Regions from separate parts of the Lactuca sativa genome. Here region 2 is linked to region 1. A link is a contact called in public Hi-C data. All regions are on one chromosome and are shown on one strand. Each heading gives the region's core, a stretch centred on a gene start, on an enhancer-like site or on the middle of the called end of the contact. The rest is flanking DNA. Distances are from core to core; before and after follow the strand shown.

The links. Hi-C and Micro-C count contacts between places; a contact is called where the count stands out from the background.
Region 2: a Hi-C map of leaf shows a contact between it and region 1, with 5 times the contacts expected there. The contact joins the promoter of LOC111893833 here to the promoter of LOC111893831 in region 1. A contact is called at or near these places in 4 of 4 Hi-C or Micro-C datasets (bud, leaf and seed).

What each region holds. Positions count from the first base shown.
Region 1 is chr8:291,195,440-291,198,353 of Lsat_Salinas_v11, reverse strand. It overlaps LOC111893831 (alpha-glucan water dikinase, chloroplastic), which reads left to right and starts at 1,461. Exons shown (of 32, transcript XM_023889918.3): 1 at 1,461-1,617; 2 at 1,878-2,176; 3 at 2,725-2,769; 4 at 2,901-2,914. The coding sequence starts at 1,910.
Region 2 is chr8:291,522,692-291,525,394 of Lsat_Salinas_v11, reverse strand. It overlaps LOC111893833 (cysteine-rich receptor-like protein kinase 2), which reads right to left and starts at 1,391. Exons shown (of 8, transcript XM_023889919.3): 1 at 1,132-1,391.

The DNA.
Region 1 (2,914 bases), core at 212-2,711:
TGTTGATTTTTCATGCATAGTATCTCATGCAGAGGTGACTCAACTAATTTGAGGGCTCTGGACAAATCAAAATTTTGGGATAATTTGGCATTTACTATATTTAATATTATAAACAATTTTCCTTTATCTAGTTTTGAAACTGAGAATAATAAATTAAAAAGTTTATAAATTGTAAAGTTAATTTTTTTTTTATTATTTATATATTTTTGTGAATATATTTAAGACATTAAGTTAATTTTTCTAGCCGTTTTAGATGCAAATTCTTTAATAAATTTTTCATAATCAATTTTTTTTACTAAATGTTTTTCAATTGATAAAATAACTAACCCATTTAATATTTCTTGTGACAATGTAGATTTTAAATAATGGAGAAAGAATCGAGAATTAATCAATCATAGTGCAATAATGGAGAAAGAAGGAAGAATAACATAAGTGTGATCGTCGCTTTTGATTTTTGAGGCGTATGTATCAGCGAATGGGGAAGAGAATGTATCAACATTAGAGAGGTATTTGGGTTAAGTGGGGCCCTTTAGAAAATAGGGCCCAAGCCCTAACTTAACTCAATAATACATAAGGACGGACATTTTCTCATGTTTTGTCACTTTACATGAGACAACTTGTAAAGAAACCTGACCCATAATGAACCCCACTTCAAGCCGCAAGAGGGTAAACCCTTGTTAGATCTACACATACATGCTTCCCTCATGTCCATCTAAAAACTAAAACGTTAGTTGGTCTAAATGCCGATCCTCCTTCCAAAGGGCCATTTAAAAAGTTCATAGGCGACTATTTTTTGGCACAAACTAAGTGTGCCTAAATATGTCAAAAAGAACATCCATAACTAGATTATGTTGGTACTCGAAACCTAAGAGATCTCTATAATGAGCTTCATGATCTCCAAAGGAGTCCAAACATGCCATGCGACAAAAAAAGGGTTGTTTTGTTAATCGGAAATAAAAGAATCAGAAGACGATACCTGAGGATAACACAATACTCCGCTGACGACATACGTTGGCTAAGACCGTCAATATGAGTAGTCATAAGAAAATTCTAAGCATGTAATGCCCTTAGACACCCAAAAATTGTTTTCTGCCTAATAGTCATGTCGAAGTGAACTTCTATATCTTGGATAATTTTACTAAAAAGACACTCAACAATGTATGATGGGCTTTAGGAGGGATTCTGCCTTTATTAGTGAAACCGCTGAAATCAAATGTCAAAATCATATCACGAATACAAGTCAAAGTACAAACAAAATCAAAATCCATACCACATATGTCACTGTATCGTAAAATATAATCTTGTAACAGCTTTATTTTATATTTCACCCATATCATTTGCCCAAACCCATCAAAGAATAAGCCACACAACATTAGTGATCATTTTAGAACAATCTAAAACTTAAAGGCGTTCTATGTCGATTAGCATAAACACAAGGACTTCCATCGCCTTTAAAATTAGTATACGACTTCCGACGTCTTTTTTCCCCCAATTTTTGAAGCTTCTCTCAACCGCACTCTTTACTAAAATAATACTCCCTCCACTCTCTTCAACCTCCATCACCCATCTCTCTTTTCGAGATATACACTGTGCATATCCCAATAAGTCTGATCGGAGGTAAGATTTCACCGAAATTCAGACATTATCGTTTCTTTATTCGACAACCTCACAGCCATTTAACTGAATTTCCGTGTTCTTATAGTTAATTTCACGATTTTACGTTAATTTTTTGTTCTTGTCGATTAATCAATGTATATATGGGTTGAATTGATGCAGTTTGTGTTTGTTTATGGGTGAACTTTTTGTTTGTTAAGATTGTGAAAGTATGTATACTCATGGTACTGATTCTTGCTCTGTCACGAGTTTTTGTTGGATAGTGACATTGAATCGATTAAAGGAAGAGAGGAATATGAGCAATTCAGTAGGGCATAGTTTGCTTCGAGGGCCAGTTTTACAGCATCAAAGTCAAAAAAATTCTTGTAGTTGCATTGGCGGAAATACTTTGTTTCAAGCTCAAGCTACTTCTCTGATACGGAAGTCATCGTCGTCGGCTTTGTCGTCTATATTATCCAGCGATTTCCGTGGTCATAGACTGACTTTGCGAAGATCAGGATTGCGGAATCCAGTGTTTTCTGACGTTGTTCAAGCTGTTTTAGCCACCGATCCGGCATCCGAGGTACCTTTTTGTCACTTCATTAATATTATTGACGTTTTATATCTTCTCCAGTGGATTATAGCTGTAAATTATGGCAATCGTATCTTTTTAAAGCGCGCTGTTATCTCCTTTTTGTGAAACTTTACTTAAGATGATACTTTAATGCTAAATCTTTTGATTATGTGCGTTTATCTGTAAAGCTAAACATAGAACATACATGTATCCCAGCAGCATCACACGAATGCCAAACACCATTCCTAATATAATTATATACGTTGCATGCATCTTACACAATAAATATGCTGCTCTACATGACTACATGGAAAGGTTCTAAAACTATTATGATATGTGCTTTTGTTACCTAGTTCTTTTTACCATTCTGCTTTAAATATATATATTTTATAATCATAAAAGGGCATAGAATGGGCACATGTATCAAGTAAAGATCTTTGAATGATTTGCTATAAGTGTGTCATTCACTGCTTCTTGTTAAACAATCGTTTGAACTCGGTTTTCTTTTTTTGGTGACATAATTACATGGTTTAATACTCTTTTTTCTTTCATTGTAGCAACTGAGACAAAAGTTTATCTTGGAAGAAGATATTGAGATGCAGGTATATGTGGATTAAGACATGAGATGTACATGCTTACTTTGAATGAAACACTTGTTAAATTCTTGGGAATTCAATTATAAAACTTTCATACACTTTATCTACTAAAATCAGTACCATATTTTTGCATACAGGTTGATGTTAAGAT
Region 2 (2,703 bases), core at 142-2,641, 330 kb before region 1:
TTAATTACATATTGAATTTTTTACAATCACATAAGAAGCTTATTAATTATATATATGTAAATGATAAAAAAACACTTATAATCTCATATTCTTTTTAATTATATATTTAAAGGAAAATCAATAAATAATATTTTTTTACGTTTAGCATAATATAATATATATCTTGTATGTTACTTTCAACTAGTTTGATGTGTCTTTGAATTTAATGAGTGGACCTAAGTTCATACTCAGATTACATTGCACCTTATACTTCAACTACCTACTTTTATTATCAAAAGGTTGTGGGGCATGTGTTTGACATATAGGCTAAAAATTAATATTATAATAACAAATATATCAATGGGTAAATTACAGAAACAAGGATTTCCCTTCAGATACTCATTACTACGACTTCAGATGTGAATGACTTTTACACGCCAAATAGTTTTTTATTAGAAAGAAGAAATACTGGAACATGAAGCATCAAAATAAATGCAATAATTTACGTTATTTTAAATTTTTATAACCTCATCATATTCCAACTTTATAATGAATAGATTTGAAGAACTTGATGATGATGATGAGTTACAGTTCAAAGAATATCAAAGCAATTAATATTATTAGATAATATCTCCCACGTTTAGGAATTAATACGAAAACGATCAAGTTTCTAACATCAAATTGGTTCTATAACATTCCTGAAAACAGTTTTGATAGAATCAATCATGCACAGTTGACACTCATGATCAATCTAAGTAGTAAAATCTAACTAAAAACGCAATGATTCCATCATAAAAGCGATATTTCCAATAAAAAAAGCAATATAAGAATGATTTCAGGTCAGAATTCTTATGCTTCAGTTACGACTGGATAATGAACTCTAGAAATGAGACCCGAGGGAACAAAAACGATGAGAAACAACATAAAAACTTGCATACACGAACCCTTTTTTTAAGAAAAACATGAAGAAAGGTTGGAAATGAAGTATTCATATAGAGATATGAAAGCACATGAAGAACTTAACGATTGGTTTTATCGAGTAGTGAGAAGCAAATCAAATTCGTTGTTGACAAATAACATTCGAATCATAGTAGCATTAATTGCGCTGGAAAATAAAAAACAAATAGAATAATTACAGATCAGAGTTCATACCTGTTGACTACATTTGAATCATGAAATTATCTTGCTAGAGGCGGATTTAAATTTTCGCTTCCTTCTTCAGTTTGTGGTCTTCTGGATTATAATTATAGGACTGTTAAATAAGGGTAGGTGATCACCACTTGCATATACATAGACTGGGTCAAAAAGGAGAAGAATGTGGAAGAATAATCGATGAAGCCAACAATGGAAGATGGTTATTCTGCGATGAAGATTGACTTTCAAGTTTCAAGTAGTATGTACGCGCTGCATAAATTGTCACTTCAAATTTATACGATTTCGAATTTGTGTGAGGCCATTCTTAGATATCTTTTCTTCCGTTTTTTATTAAGTTACAGAAATAGTCCCTAGACTATACCTTATTTTGCAAAATGATTTTTTTTTTGTCAAAAACTCAAAACTTTTTATTGCAATTTCAAGTCTCTAGCCCAAACGTCATTGTCAACAACCATTAAATAACGCATGCTAATTGCACATATCAACTTTCTAAGGGCGTTTTTGTCTTTTTAGAGAAAAAAATATTTCTAAATCGTTTTCATCTATAACTCCTTTCATCCATTATATCGACATATAACAAAATATTATAGCATATAACTATCAAATCTTTTTAGTGATCTTAAAGTTATGTTTTTTTATATCATTTCAACGGACAATAATCGAATTTGAAATTAACAAAATCAGTTTGGATGATAACATGTACGCATTTTTTCAACATTAACAAAATTGGTTCGGATGATAATTTGTACGGCTTTTTTAAAAAGAGTTTTCTAAAGTAAACATCGCCAATAGCCCAATAATACAAGTATATAAATAATACAATTATTTGTTTACGGAAATCACACAAACATTTAGAACCTTAAGTTGGCCTTGGGGGTGTTCGGACATAAACTGAAAACCGTAAGCACGAATTTAGTGAGTTCCCCAAAATACTGCATACCATACATATATGTCAGCTCAAGACTTTGTCGAGTCTATTTCACCCCCGAGTCTATTTCAACTAATTTGTCGACCCAAGGCCGTACCGAGTCTATAATCAAGGTCCTTCGACAAGAAGTGTTTGGATAAGTTATCTTAGGACCAATTATTCTCCACGTCACAGACCGGGCATCAAACCATTCTCATTGGGTTTACATTAACAACTAAGTTTGATCAACAATGTTGTTCATAAACTTCGCTTTTATGAGATGTTTTATGATTCGTATCTTGGTAAAGCATACTTTCTCAATAGAAGACTGCCTTAAGATTCTGACTCAACATTGTGAGTACATCAACAATTTTCAACGTACCAGAGATTTTTCCAGTTGAGTTTTATATGTATTTTGGTATTTGTTCAAACAGTTCAACAATAGAATCAATGGGCTATAGATGTTTAAAAGTACTTATTTTACTTTCATCTATGTTTTACATCTAAGGGAGCCTATGAAGCTCCTATTATCTGACATTCTTCAGCCCAGTTCATTTAATTTTTTATCTTATTGTATTGGTGATAAATAAAAATAAGGGAAATATTATGTGAGCATCCTTATCCGATTTTATGGTTTTCGAGCTTAGATTTTCGAGACTTCT